Linked DNA regions of Mus musculus: all the other regions are linked to region 4. A link is a contact called in public HiCAR-type, HiChIP or PLAC-seq and promoter capture Hi-C data. All regions are on one chromosome and are shown on one strand. The core of a region is the stretch at or near the end of the contact, and the rest is flanking DNA. Distances in the headings are between cores, read along the strand shown.

Region 1 (2,700 bases), core at 131-2,630, 2.2 Mb after region 4:
GTACCACTCCCACTGACACTAGTCACAGTGACTTATTCTCCAAACACAGCTCACACATTCAAATCTCCATGTTTACGTGATTTTTCCTTTCCCTAGAATTTCCTCTCCCTCTTTTATCTTCTATCTACATTCTAACTAATCCACAAGGCACTGGGTCCATCTGTACCATGAGATCTTCCATAGTCTCTCACAACAGAACAGGACCTCTTCTTTAGAATGAAGACTCTGTGTGTGTGTGTGTGTGTGTCTGCCATGACCCCTTTCCCCTTTAGCTCCCCGCCCCCCCCCCCCCCCCCCCCGTTTTAGGCAAGGTCTCGACAGGAAGTAGATCCAGCCTGGAATGCACTATGTAGACCAGGCCTGCCCTATCTGGAGCTCTACCACACCCAGATTCCTTTTAGCTTTATTAAAGATGCTGCACAAAGGTCTTTGATTTCTATCTTTACCAAGTTAGAGTATGGTTTTGTTTGTAACATGAATCTCCCTATGTAGCCCACACTAGCTGCGAACTCACAATCATGTCCATCTCCTGAGTGTTGAGATTTCAGTTGCCCTAACAAGGAACACTGGCTTGTAGTATTCTTGGTATACTCCTCTCTTAGTTACTGTGAACATGCACCCATTGAACTTCCCGTGTTGAACCGTCCACCGTCTTACCATACTCACATTTTTTACTTTGTTTTTCCACTTCTGCCTTCAATCTCTTGTATTTGTCTGTCCTGTAAACCAGGACCCAGGTTATGCCTAAACAGTAAAAGCAACATGCTAATGAGAAATAAATGGAAATCACAACAAACCATCTTTAATTGTTAGTATTGGAGACAAAAGGATTTCGACATTTTGCTCTATACTTATCAGTAACTTTTTTCAAAGTCAGATCAACCCATGTTTTGTTTTGTTTTTTTCAGTGTATCCACAAATACGTAAAGAAAATCAGGACGTATGACTCCACACTACTCTCCTGCTTCTATAGGGGGATGAGCCCGGGATTTCTTGCAACGGACCACGCAGGCCGCAGGGAGTGAGGCTCCCGATCTTTGCTCATGGGGTGCGAGGGACCCCAGTGCCCTTCCACCCTGGGATTAATCAAACGTCCAAGGAAACAGCCGCCCTCACCCTCGGCGAGCAGCGCGGTGCACACGGAGATAAAGACGATGAGCAGCGTGTCTGCAAACATGGTGCTCATCTCGCCCGTCTGTCCCCGCGCTCCCACCCTCCGCGGGGGGAAAGCACTCCAGAGCCAGAGAGACCGGGAAGAGACGTGGCGGGACCGACCCTCGAGGAGCGCTACAACTTTGACAGCCCCGAGTCTACACTTCCGCTTCCGGGGCGCCGACCCGGAACTACAGGCTTCACTCCCGCCGTCTGGCCGCCATAGTCGGGAGAGAGCGGCAACGCGCAAGTCTCGGGGGCCGAAGGCGCGCGCCAGGCCCGGTCTCGCGAGAGTTGGAAAGCCAGGTCGGTCGGAGGATGGCGGTGTGGTGGCGGCGGCGTTGCGACCTCGGCAGTGCGTTACCTGCTCTCCGAGCCCGATCGCCTACCTCACACTAGAACCCTGTCACACGGTGGCTGGACTTCACCCGCATCCCCGCCTCCGTGGCCGAAAAGTTAGGCCACCGCGTGCGGAGCGTCAGGGTCTGGGGGCTCGCCCCGGTCCTGGGCTGGGCGAGCCGAGTCGAGGAGTCCTCGGGCGCTGGTTAAACCAGCCTTTATGATGCCGGGGACGCCGTTGGAGGAGAAGGGCTGCACAACTCGCTTGCTGCGGCCGGGCTTTTATTGGAAGGAACGGTGGCGCAGTCGAAGGGGAAGAAGTGAAAACGTTGAATTTGAGTTAGAAGTGTTTTGGGGGCTGGGCGGTGGTGGCGCACGCCTTTAATCCCAGCACTTGGGAGGCAGAGGCAGGCCGATTTCTGAGTTCGAGGCCAGCCTGGTCTACAGAGTGAGTTCCAGGACAGCCAGGGCTATACAGAGAAACCCTGTCTCGAAAAAAAAAAGAAAGAAAGAAAAAAAAAAACAGCCGGGGGGTTGGGGGGGGACGGACACGGGGATAGAAAAAGGTGTGGTGTGTAAAAGTAGGATGTCTTGAGAGAGCCTCATACACTCAGATGTCCTCCGTGATGGACTGTAAATTACCGTGTGCAAGCGGGGCGAGAAAATGACGGGAAGGCCTTGATATAAGAGCACTCGATTCCTCCCAATTCTCAGATCTGCTCTTTTTCCTCAAGAAAACTCAGAAGTCTTCCTTTGTGCGTCCTTGTGTTTTTTTGAGACAGGGTTGCACTATGGAGCCCTGGTTGACCTGGAGCACTCAAGAGACCCCCCTGTCCTAGCTTTCCATAACTGTGCCACCATGCCCAGTTTGACTTCCATTTTCTGTCATTGTTCTTCCAAATTTCACTGCACACAATTTATAAATCTTCTGTAGCATTACCTTTTTAGTTTCTCTTGCCTTATATTTATCCAGGACTCCTTTAATAGATATTAAATATATGTCTATTAAATAAAGATATAACTATAAATATACGTCTTTAATAGACATTAAATATATGTCAGGAACAGTACTGGGCCCTGTAAGATGGAGCAAGATAAGATTCCTTGGTTCCAAAATTCCCCAGGGAAATTGTACGCCATAGTAAGATAGAATTATAGCTAAAGTGTTGAGAGCGCAAGACCGATTCTTCACGGAGGATTCAGAAAAGC
Region 2 (2,700 bases), core at 16-2,515, 2.2 Mb after region 4:
TTTACTCTCAGCTAGAGCAAAAGCAGGTGGGTCCTGGTGAGCACATCTCCCTTCAGCCAGAGTTTGTACTTGAGCTTCTAACCTTCCAACATGAAAGTGGAGTTCCTTATAAGTCCTTAAAGTTCTGGACAGACATCCATGAGGAAATTTTGTTGGTGGTGGTGGGGTTTTTTTTTTTTTGGGCGGGGGTGGGGGGGTGTTTTTGTTTTTCAAGACAGGATTTCTCTACATAGCCTTGCCTGTCCTGGAGCTCACTCTGTAGACCAGGCTGTCCTCAAATTCACAGAGATCCTCCTGCCTCTGCCTCTGCCTCTGCCTCCCCAGTATCGGGATTAAAGGTGTGAGCCACCACTGCCAGACTTGAAAATACTGTTTTAAAAGCTACCTTCTGTCCATTCCAGGTTGGAGGTGTACCCTCCCTTCCTGTTTTTCCTAACGGTGGGAGGTGTTTACCACCCGGTAAGTTTCTTCTGGGGCTGTTCATCCATTTAGATGTGGTTCCCCCGAGCTACCCAGGGCACAGGGAGAAGGAGAGGAACCTGGAATGAGGAGCCTGGGGTCAAGCAGCACTTATTTAAAAGGATTTTATTTACTGAGTTATTATGAGGTTTGCTTTAAAGTAGGCAGATCTCACCTAGTTTTCTTAGAGAGAGGAGAAGCCTCTTAGCCACTATTTAACTTTCATGGGGTCAGCTGAGCCCCAGAAGCGTGAACTTTGACCCCAGGTCCATCTATTTCTGAAAGGTTTGTGTCCACAGGGAGTGGATTTGCTTTCCTCATTCACCTATGCAAAAAACAAACATCTACCCACACCCAAGGTTACAGCAGTGAACAAGACAGGCAGACGCCTGGATTAATCAGCCTTTCCTTTAATTGGGGTCATAAGTGAAGTATGTTAGAAAGTGCTGAGTGCCCAGTAGCAAACTGTTAGGAGGCAGGACAGGAGTGTGGGGCTCAGAGATGATGAGGAGTGTGGCCAGGGTCGGGGCTCTTACTGAGGTGACAGTTAAGCAAACTCACAAGCGATGAGGAAGAAGGAACTGCAGGTGTCTGTCTGTCTGTAGCACCCGGCATCCAGAAGGCACGCAGTCATTAGTCACACCTGAGGTTATAGCAGTGGACAGGACAGGCGGGCACCTGTACAACTGAAAACAGCCCAAAAACATTGACCCAAAATTGCTAGCAATTACGCAGCACTGTAGAGAAGAACGGCCTGGCAGAGACTAAGCTAAAATAGAGAGTAACTGGGGCTCTATCGATAGTTGAACTTCATCCTCCCGCCGGAGACTTCTCATCCGGAGTCAGTTCATGCAAATCCTCCCATAGCAACCAGCACCGCCCATAGCAACCAGCACCGCCCATAACACTAGCGGCTCACCCTGCGCCAACCTTAGCTCCTTCTTATTCTGTCTGGGAAGTGGGGTTACTCGGGATGAATGGAAGAGAAGGGTGTCTCAACCTTCATAAGCCTTTACCCTCTCCTGTCAGGAGTGTTGGGAATGGGGAGCCCTTTGCCCTCTAGGTACACATATTCATGGGTTTGCTATACATTTTTTTCTCACCTTGTCTCATGGAGCTCCAGCCCTACTGGGTGCAGGCTGCAGCACTGGCTTCATCCAGGCATTGTCCCTGCAGACAGTGTAACCCAGCAGCTGTTCAGTCAGTGTGTGAGACCCAGGGTCCCATTTCAGATATCAGAGTTTCCTCTTCTGACTCACCCTGGAACCCTGAGGCCTGCCTGCTCTTACCTGCGCTCCAGAACCAGTTCCCCCAGTTGCCCTGAGAAGGAAGTTCCTTCTGGTCCACAGTCCTCCCATCAGGAAAGCTAGGATTCACCTTGCCATTGAGCATGCCATTGTAGACAACCACGGGTCTTCAATTTTCCTGACTGAGACGAATAACCCCATGATTTCCTAACTCTGTGAGAAATACATTAGCAAATGCATGAAATTACCATTGGCCAACACAGGTGTTGTCAGCTGTAGGCATTAATTAATGGAGGTCTGCTTCTTTAATGCAAACATCGTGCTGTCCTTTCATCCTAGCGCATAGCTTCTGGCCTGGGCCTGGCCTGGATTATTGGGCGAGTCCTTTACGCATATGGCTACTACACAGGAGGTAAGTAGATGCTGACATCCGCCAAGGAAATGCATTTTAGATTTATCTTCTTTAATATGTATTATGTACCTGTGTGCACCAGCCCACCCCTGGAGCTGCAGTTTCAGGTGCAAGCCACCTAACATGGGTGCTGATGACTGAATTCTGGCCCGCTGCAAGAGCAGCAGGTGTTCCTAACCACTGAGCCATCTCTTCTGCCCCCAAAACAAATTTTATTTATTTTTTATTTTTACTTTATTTTAGGTTTTTTTTTTTTTTTTTTTTTTTTAAGACTGTGTAGCTCTGGCTGCCCTGGAACTCACCTTATAGACCAGGCTGGCCTTGAACTCACAGAGATGTGCCTGCCTCGAACTCACAAATCACCGCCCAGCCAAATTTTAAATATTGTTACTGTATTTTAACTCTTGGTTTGGGATTTAAAGGTGGAGGAAGAAATGGGGCCAGAGAGATGGCTCGGCTGTTCAGGTGACTGACTGCTCTTCTGGAGGATCCAGGTTTGATTCCCAGCTCACAACAGTCTGTCACTCCAGCTCTAGGACAAGCATGCAAGTGGTGCACAGACACACATGCAGACAAAATACC
Region 3 (2,700 bases), core at 13-2,512, 2.8 Mb before region 4:
AACCAGAACAGTAAGAGGACTACGGCTCTTTTCCAAGGCATCCTCACCAGTGGCATCACCAGAGGCAGAAGGCAGAGATACCAAAGAAAGTACTGAGAGGTGCAGACTTTGTTAAAAGTCACAAAAATGGACGTATGAAGGAAACAGCAGAAGACAAGGTCTCTGTAGTAGGCGAAAGATGCGGCTGACAGCAAGATGAACTGTGGCAGGAACGCCGCAATCCCCAGAGTAAAACTCCACTTGCTCTCGGCAGTCAAATACAGCATATAGAAGTACGGAGAGAAATTATGGCGGATATCCCTCCTAGTTAGGTGATAAAAGTAGGTGTGCTCCAAAAACTCCCAACCGTACTTATAGTAAAAACCGAAGCTCAGGGCAACAAACGTGAGCCCTGCAACTGCTACGAAAAGCAGCACTGCCCAGCTACACAGCCTCCTCAGGAAGTCGTACAAACGAGCCTGGAAAGAGAACCGGGCTTGCCGGAGACGCTCGTCATCGTCGCGCTCGGGCCGCAGATGGAGCGCTATGGGGAGGATGTAGGTCACCGGGTACATCTTCATGTGCACCGCGAAGCCATAGAACACCGCGGCGCACGCGATGAGCCGTTTCTCTATGAAGTACAGGGTCGAGAGAACCAGGGAGGCGACGATGGAGTCCGCGTTGCCCCGGCTGGACACCGCCATGGGCAAAGGGTTGAGAAGCCAGAAGACGCAGTAGCCACAGGCTTGGCGGCGCCCCAGCCCCTTGAGCAGCAGCAGGCGGTACAGGAGGAAGGCGGTGAGGAGATCGCAGCTGATGAAGAGAAACTTGCCGAAGAGTTCGCTGAGGTAGACGTTGGGGGTGAGGAGCCAGCTCAGGAGCGGGGTGTAGCGGTAGGTCGCCCGCAGGTACGGGGAGCGCCCTTCCGTGACGAAGCGCGCGGCGTCCGTGAACACGTGGTAGTCTATGTCGGTGTACCTCACCAGCAGAGTCCGGTCCTGGAAGACACCGTAGAAAACCAGGGCGACCCGGGCCAGGAAGGCCACGCCGAACACCCCGGCGGGCGGCACCCGAAAGTTCAGGATCCATTCCCCCCAGTGCATGGGGTAGCTCATGGTCCGAGTGCGGGCCACCCGCCCGGCCCGGCCCGGCCCCGGGTCCACACTGCGCCCCTCTCGCTAACCGTCCTCGGGCTGACGCCTCTCAGCCGCCGGGAGCATCTCCTCTGCTACAGCACCGACAGGAAGAACCGAGGAATGATCACTTCCGGCACCCCAAGTCCCGCCCCCACGGTACTTCCGGCCTCCAGCCCCGCGCGGGCTCTCAGCTGTCTCCGCGGAACGATTGCCTTCCTCGGGATTGGCTGTCTAGCGTCCGCAGCTTCCTCCGGCGAAGGCGGGATTTCCGGTCCCTTATTGGCGACGCTTCCGCTGTCCGGAAATCCCGGAGTGGCTGAGATGTCGTGGACCTGGGACCTGGGTGAACTTTGTTTTTAGTAACCAGAGCTTCCGCGTTCCCAGCTCAGATCTACGGAGGAGGACGCTGAACACAGTGAGCTGCTACCTGCTGCTACTTACATCCCGCCCAACTGGCTTGGAGGACTGAGAGTGGGAAATACAGATGGAAAGAATAAGCCTAAAATAAAATAGTCTTTTTACCCTGATAAGAAGGTTCCTCCTACCGAAATACGTCTAGATTGTCTCCCCTGGAGTACTGTCAACTCCGTTCTTTTCAAGAACTCTTCAACTAGGTCAAAATCGGCCGTCAACCCACTCCGTTCACCCTACCACTATTAGTTTCTTGCCAAAGACTCCAACTCTTTCATTCTTTTCCTGATTTCTTACTGCACTTATAATTGACTTTTTAAAACTTCATACTCTTTTTTTTTTTTTTTTCTGGTTTTTCGAGACAGGATTTCTCTGTATAGTCCTGGCTGTCTTGGAACTCACTCTGTAGACCAGGCTGGCCTCGAACTCAGAAATTCGCCTGCCTCTGCCTCCCAAGTGGTGGGATTAAAGGCGTGCGCCACCACGCCGGGCCAAGAACTTCATACTTTATTTTACAATGTTTTCAGTTTCAAGTAAATTGTTCGTGAGAGTAGAAAGTATTTCTTTATTTCTTTGTACTTTCTTGTAATGTATTACAGTCTCAGACGCATGGTAACTGACGCAGACTGCCTTGATCTTACAAACTGAGCCTGCCCCTAGGGAATGTCTTCTAGATTACCATAGAAGTGGCTCCATTCGGCCTAGACATCTCTCATCCTACACTTCACATTTATCCTTTGAGTGAGCCGTATTAACCTCTAGTCATAGTCTGGTATGTCTGTGCTTTGATGTAATTACATGGTGTAGATTAATAACTACCTCTATTGGTTTTTTACTATGCATTGCCCATAATATACTGTGATAACACATTACCATTCAAATAACCTTATAACTAAATTGTAGGGTTCTTGAGAGTAGAAAGTATGTATTTCTTTGTACTTCCTTGCATTACAGTTGCAGGCACATGGTAACTGACACAGACTGTCTGGCTTGATCTTAGAAGTCGAGCCTGTCAAGAGTTATTTGAATGATACTGTGTTATCACAGTATACGTGGCCTAAATTATCATAATTGTTATTTGTTAAGGACTTATTCCCAGTTGTCAGACATACTAACTACTTTTTAATGTAAAGTAGATATCCCTATCTGTATCAATGAGCAAAATCAGGATTTA
Region 4 (2,845 bases), core at 87-2,586:
ATGGTGTTTATATAAACTACATTAAAATAATATAACTTCATGTACACGTTGAGGAAAGTATTTTAAGGGGTTAAAGCACAATGCCAGGTCTGTGGTTCCTTGTATTTATTTAGAGTTCACCACAAACAGCGAATGTTAGGTATTTTACAGTTTCAGACTAGTACTGCATAAAGTATTTCAAATGTATAGCTCAATTTCCAAAATCTTTCCTAAAGATGAACGTGACTGAAGAGGCAAACAGATTAACAAGAATGATTAGAGAGAAATAAAATGCAGACAACTACTTGAATTCAATGCTATTTTTCTTCTTAAGCCAGGACTGTAAACATGTACTTTAAAGCCCATAAATTTAGAAAAAAAAAATTTTTAATCCAGAACATTGTGTCCGATGTTTATCTCTGTAGTTTTGATTACTGGAAAGAAATGGAATGAAATTCTCAGTAATGTTAAAATCAATGCAGCAGCGCCGCCCAGTGAATAAACCGGATATAAAGCTACGTTGCCAGAATTCTCCATGTTAAATTGTACTGTATTTTCAGTGTAGCCATGTTCCATCTACTTATATGAAACTATGTTCTATAATATTGGCTCAAGAATATAACAATTAAAATCTTACCTATTTATTAAAAAAATCAAGTAGTAAAGGTACTCAAAGGATATTAAAACACCCGTGAATAGAGAGTTCTGTATATTCTTTGTTACCTGTAATGTCAGTAAGCCACAGAAATGGCTCACCGATGAGATGAACTAGTGGTTTTGCTCATGTTTGGCAAGTGTAGAATCATATTCCAGTACGTTTATGCTTCTAGATTTATTATCCTATATTGAGTCCTCAAAGTGAGTAAATTAAAGATTTAAATTGGACGTCCTTAACAATGTCTATCCATCCATTCGCTGCCCCGCCCTCAAGCTTTCATGGACCTAAGGAGAAATGATGTGTACAAATATCCAGTGAGGTCAAAATTTGACCCCATCAATGCTTATCAAACAGTAAGACTGTTACTACTACTCCTGGATTCTCTATAATGCCTTTGATTAATTTGGGAACAACACATCCTCTATTGCCTGTTACTCTCTGAGCCTAAGAGAAGGGGCTAGAAACCGTCTGTCTGCCTGCTCGCTATCAGGTACGCTGAAGGCAAAGTTCCAGTCTGGGACAACCCGGTAAACACATCCCGGAACTCCTCCCCCTAACTGCTGCGCTTCCTGGTCTGGCGGAATCGCGGTTCCGGCTAGAAACTATAACCCTGAAGAATGATTCCGCTGATCTGGAGCCTGGCTCGCTGCGCAACTCGTCAAGTCCCACCCACCGTGGGTCTTCTGAGCCTTCTCGGCATCCGTCGCGAAGGAAGCGCGCTGTGCGGAAAGGGGCCGGCCTCACAAAAAAAGGCGGCCGGTTTGAAAAATGACAACGGTCAGCGGCTTTCGGTTGGACGCTCGGTTTTTAACTGTTTTTCCGTGAGCTGCTAGGCCTCCAGGTGAGTTTGAGCGGGTGAGCGTTGGAGGGCCGGGTGCAAGGCCAAGGATCGGGGCATCTGGGTTTACTAACTTGTGTGTTGATTTGACAGGCTCATCTATCCCAGGTTGGTCTCGAACCCCTATATTCCTGAGACTAGCCTTTTTTTATTTATTTATTTAACTTTATTTGTAATTCAATTTTTTTACACTTCATATTCCATTCCCCGCCCCTCCCCATCCACCCTCCGACTGATCCACATCCCAAACTCCTCCCCTCCCCACCCTGTCTCCACATGGATGCCCCCACCCCACCTGATCTCTAAACTCCCTGGGGCCTCCACTCTCTTGAGGGTTAGGTGTATCATCTCTGAATGAACACAGACCCGGCAGTCCTCTATGTGTGTTGGGGGCCTCATATCTGCTGGTGTATGCTGTCTGTTTGGTGGTCCAGTGTTTGAGAGATCTCAGGGATCCAGATTAATTGAGATTGCTAGTCCCCTTACAGGATCGTCCTCCTCAGCTTCTTTCAGCCATCCCTAATTCAACAACAGGGATCAGCTGCTTCTGTCCATTGGTTGGGTGCAAATATCTGCATCTGACTCTTTCAGCTGCTTGTTGGGTCTTTCGGAGGGCAGTCATGTTAGATCCCTTTTTGTGAGCGCTTCATAGCCTCAGTAGTAGTGTCAGGCCTTGGGACTGCCCCTTGAGCTGGATCCCACTTTGGGCCTGTCACTGGACCTTCTTTTTCACAGGCTCCTCTCCATTTCCATCCCTGGAATTCTTTCAGAGAGAAACAATTATGGGTCAGAGGTGTGACAGTGGGATGGCAACCCCATCCCTCACTTGATGTCCTGTCTTTCTGCTGGAGGTGGGCTCTATAAGTTCCCTCTCCCTACTGCCGGGCATTTCATCAAAGGTCCCTTCCTATGAGTCCTGGGAGTCTCTCACCTCCCATCTCTCAAGTGCTGACTTTACGGGCATGAGCCACAAGAATGGCGTCAGTGTGACTTGTTTGAATGCTTGCCAATTTTTTATGTATCTCCATTGCGCCACCATCTCTGGATTAAACCAAGAACCATTTATCAAAAGGCGAAAATATCATAATCCAAAAGTCAGGGAGCTGAATGTACCTGGATCTACGTGGGTGTAACACAAAGCCTTCCCCGTATTTTCCAGGAATGCTTTATCTAGTTCCTCAGAATTGGGAGTTGCTTGCTTAAGTTTGCATTGCAAAGCCAGTTGTATATAATGTAAGTTATGTTGTGCTTAGCACTGAAGTGTTACATATAACGGAGAAATGGGAGCTCCTAGAGGTAATTGTCCTATTTGAACTAAAATGTCAGAGAGCTGTTTTACTGTATATAAAGTATATAGTATCTTTATAGTT
Region 5 (2,905 bases), core at 345-2,844, 2.1 Mb after region 4:
TGGAAGCTGATGAAGCAGCAAGAATAAAGATTACATGAGCCTCCGATGTACTTCCAGATGTGTAGGCAAGACAAGCCAGTAAAAAGGAAAGCCAAGCCTGGCCCCTTCCTTGATTCTAGGCTTTCCTGCTTGGGATTGTTCGACTCCCAGGCACTCTTTCTTAGAAGTGCAAATTCTCCCAAAGAAGAGATTCTCGTGAGGATGGGCTCACTAGTGCACCTCTATAATGCCAAGAGTTGGAAGGTGGAGGCAGGAGGATCAGTTCAAGACCAGTGTGAGCTACATGGCAATATGAACTTGAGGCACACCTGGGCTGTGAGGGAGAAAGACAGGTGGAAGAAAGGAAGGGTATGCAAGCTGTGCTAAAGATCCGAAAATCTTAAAAATTGTACTGATTAAAATTTTGGTGATTGTGGAGGGGTGGAAACCTTCAGCCAATCAAGCTAGCTTTAACATCCTTACTAGTCATTTATGTATTTGAACAGCTATCTCGGACCTATCACTCAAATCATTTCAGAGAGTACAAACCTGCCACTAGCCTCTACGAACTCAAGACAAAGAATGTCATCAGACAATATCTGAGATCTTATTCCAGGCTTTGCTATAATCTGCACACCTGATGCCCCCACCACCACCCGTTCCCAACGTACAAGAAAGGGAACTTGACTTAGGAATTTCTTTGGTTCTGTTACTAGAAGTTCACGAAATTACAGTTGGCCACTGCAGGCCATGGTCACTCATATTTGGCTACAGAATAAACTTATTCTCTGGTGTTTGTGAGGAAGGAGGGGAGAGACATTAAAAGGTATGCACTGTCTGACCTAGTTTCTTAGGTCGTAGCATGTTAAGTTTCTTAGGGCATTTCAGAAACGCGGGGCAAAAAAAAAAAAAAAAAAAAAAAGTAGCAGATAGCTTCGGTGCTTTCTGCGACCGGTTTAAAGCAGAACTTATAGAAATTAGCAGTCAAGGTCTGCTTCTGCTTAGTAGGTCCTATCCAAGGCTCTCCTGGAGGCCGCCGCGAGGTGGCACAAGAGGGTGCGCCTGTGCTCTTTGTTAAGTTTGTGCCGGGGTCCGGGAAGAAATACCTGGGCGAGCCAAGCCATAGGAGCCCGCCTGTGGGGCTGGGGGAGAGAGAATGGGTGCGGTGCACCGTGTAGGCAGAGCTGAGGTACGCGCCAACGGCGCAGGCTAAGGGAACTCCCACAGTTTCAAACGCCCCCTCCCCAAGAGAGTCCAAAAGTGAGACACACGCCTTCCCCACCCACCCCAAGCTCTCCATAAACTACGCTCTACTTTCTGCGCACGCGCAGCAAGCTGAGTTACAGTGCCCTGCCGGGGACAAATTACTAACGCGTTACTGTCGCTTCTGTTCCAACCAAGCAGAACAAATCTCTAGGAGCAATTTAATACTGTAGTCACGAAAAGATACTTGGAGAGTAGAGCAAATATATACACTGGGGAGCCGGAAAAGTAGATATGCGGGCTACCCGACACAGGGAAAAAATGCAGTCTAGTTTAAGAAACAGCTAGAACCGCCAAAGTCAGAGGCGGTCTCGGGGGCGGTCCCGAGGGCGTGGCCGCGCGGGGCGGGGCGGAGTGGGGCGGGTCCTGCGGGACAGCTAGAGCCGCACCTAGGCACTGCTGTGCTTCTCAGGTCTGTACCAGGCGCACGAAGGTGAGCCAGGTAAGTGCTGGCAGCTGCGAGCTGCAGGAGCTTTAGCTTCACTGGGACACCTGAATGCCTGCACATGCACAACCGGTATCTCAGTCACTTGGAACGGAATTGGGGTCTCCAACCTCCCTTCTTTATCGGTCGATTTGAGCTCTGCATTTCTACCCACTCTGCCCTCCGCCCTCCCTGCATGCTCCCCCCGATGGTGTAGCTTAGGAGCTTCTCGGGGAGGCCCCTACCTCGCTATCTCTAACTCAGGGAGGTTCTCAAGGTCAGCTCATCCTCAATTCCTTATTTTCCTCCCCCTCCTTAATTCCAATTGTGTAAAGACCTGGGGCTCCCTCTTTCGGCCTTCAAGAGACCACCTGACCTTACTCACTGCAGCTGTTAATACAGAGAAAGGAGCCCGGAACTCTGCAGTGGGAACTGGCCATTCGTACCTGATCTAGCACAGGTTTCATAAGTGGCGTGCAAGCGCCGCGCCTGCTATGGATGTCTTGTTGCTAGGATCCTTCGAGAGGGTCTCAGAGGGAATTGCATTTGTTTTCCTCTCGCCTCGTAGAAATATTTGCATTGATACCTGAATATGGGTCATTTTCTTACTTCTGTCCTCATAGCAAGAGACTTCTTGGGAAGAGTGAGTGGGATATTAATTCATCCCATACTCACATGTCCGCAAGTGTCCCTTTACTTATCTTGTGTCGCTACAGGGAGACCCAGAACCACAGGGTGGGGCACCTGCAGGGTGGTGGAAGGGAGTAAGAGACACTGAGTCACTCCCGAGGTTGTGGTTTCTGTTAATTCTTTGCTTGGGAGGCACCAGTCTGCAAGTAGCCTAGGGTACAAGTCAGTGCGGAAAAGGAAGTAGAGGAAAAGCAGAGACAGATGGTCGGATGGGTAGGAAAGCAACGCTGCGCTGCGGGTTGGGACTTGAATCCCTTAACTAGGGAAAGGAGGTGCCCCAGAGAGCAACCAGCTCTCTGCTCTGTTGCCTGTACTGGTGGCTTAGGTGTGGCCTTGCAGGGTCTGCTGCAGATTTTAAGGTAGTAGCAGAAACCAGGGCTTCCCTGCGGGAATCTGTAGGGCACCTGCAGACTGCAGTTTCCCGGAAGCAGCCAAGGTTATTAGTCAGGGTTACCCGGTGTGTTTTCTTTCAGTGTGTCCATAATGAGAGTATACTGTCTTGAGTCAGGGGATCCAGAATTGTTTATTCTCACAGGAGCTAAATTTATC
Region 6 (2,707 bases), core at 203-2,702, 2.3 Mb after region 4:
TTTTTTTTTGTTTTTTGTTTTTTGTTTTGCTTTGTTTTGTTTTTTTGTTTTTATTTTTCGAGACAGGGTTTCTCTGTGTAGTCCTGGCTGTCCTGGAACTCACTTTGTAGACCAGGCTGGCCTCGAACTCAGAAATCCGCCTGTCTCTGCCTCCCGAGTGCTGGGATCAAAGGCGTGCGCCACAACGCCCCGTGCAATAAGCGTTCTTAACCACTGAGCCATCCAGCCCCACTGTCGCACATCTAATAGGATGGAAAGCACATTATACATGTTTCACAGTTTACACAGGCTTTGTGCTCCGTTCATCAAAAAGGGACACTTTAAGTAGCAGTGTTTAGTAGGATCTTATAGAAGTTTATAATACACATAATTATGTATCATTATAATACATATAAATATGGTAATCATCCAAAGGAGGCCATACAAAATGACACACAGCTTTATAAAGTGTGTTTTTAAAGTCTCTGATCTAGTGAAGGCATGCCTGATTGCCTAGCAACACACTAAACTTAGAAGATAAAATATTACCAGTTTTAGTGGAGCACACCTTTAATCCCATCAATAAGGAGGCAGAAAGAAGCAGGTATCTCTGTGACTTTGGGCCAGCCTGGTCTACCTAGTGAGTACCGGGACACCCAGGGCTACATAATAGATCCAGTCCCAACAACCCTTCTCCCCACACAAATGGACTTGTGATCCTATTGGTAATGCCTACTTCTGACTAGGACTCAGAGCTCAGGGTTGGAACTGGGGGCTGCATGTGGCCTGCAGCATGTGTGGGGGCTTCACAAGCCCATTTCTGCTAGGTGTGCTGGGGGCAGCATCACACAGAAGCAGTGTGGCCGTTCTGTCTCAGGAGAGAGCCCACGACGCTTATGTGTTCCATATTTGGTTGTCTGAGGAAGTCCCATTTTGGAGACTGGTCCTGGAGCTGTGCCATAGCTCTCACGACTTATTGATCTCTGGAGGTCAAACATGGTGTTTTGATTAGCCACCGACTGCATTTCCCCTACTCTGTCGCTTCTGTGGGGAAAGCCAACATTTGAGAGCAGAACATTATGGAGCAATACGCCCTATTTGAATGAGGGAGGCATGAACACCATTCTGGAGGAAGAGCAAGCCGCAGGACCTTCCTGGTCTGCTGTCCCCAGTCCCCAGAGCACTGCAGCTGGGTTGACCCTTTGTTTCCCCAGATGGATGCACCCGCACTGAGGACACCACCAGGCCTTCCAGGGGATTGTGTTCACTGTGAGATTTGAGGTCTTCCATTGTAATCCAATGGAAGCTTTTATGGCATCGGTCACTGTGCCCAGTTAGGGTGGAGACCTCGCAGGCTTGTGGCAAAAGTGTTTTCAGGTGAGTTGGGGACAGGGAACATAGGCCTTGTACTCTGTCAGGCTCCAGTTCCTGGCCTGTCTTGGCCTGTTTTTAATCTGGTTCTTTTGACCTCATCCCTACATCTGTGAAAAGGAGATAAGGTCTGGCTTGTGAGAACACCGGCCCCAGTGTATACACAGTGGTGTCTAAACCGGGAACAATCGCCCTCCTGTTACCTGCCTTCATGTTCTACAGTGTGTGTGCTGCCAGAACAGCCTCTCTGATCAGTCTATTGTTAAACATATTCCCAGTACTTATTTGTTTTATTGGGGAATACCTCCCTCTCCACCCAGACAGGGTTCCTTTGTATAGCCCTGGCTCAATCCTCCTGCCTCTCCCTTTGGAGAGCTGGGATCAAAGGCATGTGCCACCACTGCCAGGCTTAATTGGGGGATATACTTTGGAATATATAGCAAGACCCTGATACATACAACACAAACCGTAATGACCCCCGAACCATTGACTATGTCTTACTCCTGAAGGAAGAGGGCGCTTCCATTCTCAGCCAGGCACTCCTCAGTTGGTAATGTGATGTGAAGGTTGACTGTGCGCTGGGGATCTCTGAGGTGTCAGAGAGTGCCACGTGAGTAAGCTCTGGGCAGATCAAGAGGAGCTGGAGAGAGTTTAATGGGGAAGTCTTCCTTGCGGGATTTAAGTGTAATCACCCTCCCCTGCCACCCCTCCCCCCCAGTCTCTGGATCCTGTGAAGCCATTGCTTGCCGAGCTCACCTTTCTGCATCACGTGACTGTGCTGTTTCCTCTAGGACGCGTCTACTGCAGTGGCCCATAACCTTCCCAGTGCTGCAAACTGTGGTGGTGTTGGGGTGACTCGCAACCTTAAAACTATGTTTGTTGCTACTGTTATGAGTTGTAGTGTAAATATCTGTTAAGCAGGATATCTGATAGTCAGCCCCTGTGAAATAGTCACCCTACCTCCCCCAGGGGGGTCGAGACCCACTGATCGAGAACCACCGGTCTACTGTGCACCCCCACCCCAGCCCCAACCTCCGCCCTCAGGCTGCTGCTGGCTTCCTGCCTCCCATTGTTCTCTCGGTTGCTTTGTGTATTCTTTCTTCTTGGGCTTGGGTCCCGCCTCTGAAGCTCCTTGGCTCACTGCGCGTCTCCCTTCTGGAGTCTGCTCAGTCATCACTTGTCCCGAGCCCCCTTCCCGTGTCCTCAGCTGTCACCCTGCATTTCCACTCAGTGTGTGAGACCTGGAATCCTGCCAGTCCCACCTGCAACCTTCCCTTCAGCTACTCGGGAGAGACACCTTGCTGCTGTCACCCCCACCCCCCCCCCCCGTCAGTCTGTCCATCCAGGCTGCCCATCC

What was found. Promoter capture Hi-C pulls out the DNA fragments that hold promoters and counts their contacts. HiCAR-type assays count read pairs that join an accessible place to other places. HiChIP or PLAC-seq counts read pairs in DNA pulled down with a chosen protein or histone mark. Capture Hi-C pulls out chosen DNA fragments and counts their contacts.
Region 1: a contact with region 4 is called in a promoter capture Hi-C map of pre-B cells, with 8 times the contacts expected there. The contact joins the promoter of Tmco1 here to the promoter of Nuf2 in region 4. A contact is called at or near these places in 7 of 39 promoter capture datasets (the C10 cell line, hippocampal neurons, liver and 2 more), 1 of 484 Hi-C or Micro-C datasets (CD8 T cells), 2 of 115 datasets of contacts at active chromatin or transcription factors (astrocytes and large pre-B cells) and 1 of 9 other capture datasets (liver).
Region 2: a contact with region 4 is called in a promoter capture Hi-C map of liver, with 3 times the contacts expected there. The contact joins the enhancer-like site here to the promoter of Nuf2 in region 4. A contact is called at or near these places in 4 of 39 promoter capture datasets (3T3-L1-derived adipocytes, hippocampal neurons, liver and 1 more) and 1 of 115 datasets of contacts at active chromatin or transcription factors (large pre-B cells).
Region 3: a promoter capture Hi-C map of liver shows a contact between it and region 4, with 4 times the contacts expected there. The contact joins the promoter of Pigm here to the promoter of Nuf2 in region 4. A contact is called at or near these places in 3 of 39 promoter capture datasets (erythroid cells, liver and pre-B cells) and 1 of 9 other capture datasets (liver).
Region 5: a contact with region 4 is called in a HiCAR-type map of astrocytes, with 8 times the contacts expected there. The contact joins the promoter of Mgst3 here to the promoter of Nuf2 in region 4. A contact is called at or near these places in 4 of 39 promoter capture datasets (3T3-L1-derived adipocytes, hippocampal neurons, liver and 1 more), 1 of 484 Hi-C or Micro-C datasets (macrophages), 3 of 115 datasets of contacts at active chromatin or transcription factors (astrocytes, large pre-B cells and stem cell-derived neural progenitor cells) and 1 of 9 other capture datasets (liver).
Region 6: a contact with region 4 is called in an H3K27ac HiChIP or PLAC-seq map of extraembryonic endoderm stem cells, with 12 times the contacts expected there. The contact joins the enhancer-like site here to the promoter of Nuf2 in region 4. A contact is called at or near these places in 2 of 39 promoter capture datasets (liver and pre-B cells) and 2 of 115 datasets of contacts at active chromatin or transcription factors (extraembryonic endoderm stem cells and trophoblast stem cells).

Annotation. Positions count from the first base shown.
Region 1 is chr1:167,307,350-167,310,049 of GRCm38.p6, reverse strand. Tmco1 (transmembrane and coiled-coil domains 1) reads right to left here and starts at 1,380. Exons shown (of 7, transcript NM_001039483.1): 1 at 1,117-1,380; 2 at 667-744. The coding sequence starts at 1,186.
Region 2 is chr1:167,373,211-167,375,910 of GRCm38.p6, reverse strand. Mgst3 (microsomal glutathione S-transferase 3) reads left to right here. Exons shown (of 6, transcript NM_025569.2): 4 at 402-459; 5 at 2,046-2,118. Among named protein-coding and RNA genes, the nearest start is that of Mgst3, 19 kb to the left of the region's middle. Within about 2 kb of position 1,265, at least 63 of the 459 cell types and tissues checked have an H3K27ac peak or open chromatin away from gene starts, as enhancers often do. A contact at or near this core is called in liver, where this site is marked.
Region 3 is chr1:172,375,093-172,377,792 of GRCm38.p6, reverse strand. It overlaps Pigm (phosphatidylinositol glycan anchor biosynthesis, class M), which reads right to left and starts at 1,262. Exons shown (of 1, transcript NM_026234.4): 1 at 1-1,262. The coding sequence starts at 1,094.
Region 4 is chr1:169,529,955-169,532,799 of GRCm38.p6, reverse strand. Nuf2 (NUF2, NDC80 kinetochore complex component) reads left to right here and starts at 1,336. Exons shown (of 15, transcript NM_001355159.1): 1 at 1,336-1,478. Gm34624 (a long non-coding RNA gene) reads right to left here and starts at 1,223. Exons shown (of 3, transcript XR_373698.2): 1 at 703-1,223.
Region 5 is chr1:167,392,530-167,395,434 of GRCm38.p6, reverse strand. Mgst3 (microsomal glutathione S-transferase 3) reads left to right here and starts at 1,594. Exons shown (of 6, transcript NM_025569.2): 1 at 1,594-1,684.
Region 6 is chr1:167,270,311-167,273,017 of GRCm38.p6, reverse strand. All of the region lies in intron 1 of Uck2 (uridine-cytidine kinase 2), which reads left to right. Among named protein-coding and RNA genes, the nearest start is that of Gm46170, 4.8 kb to the right of the region's middle. Within about 2 kb of position 1,452, at least 256 of the 459 cell types and tissues checked have an H3K27ac peak or open chromatin away from gene starts, as enhancers often do. A contact at or near this core is called in extraembryonic endoderm stem cells, liver and trophoblast stem cells, where this site is marked.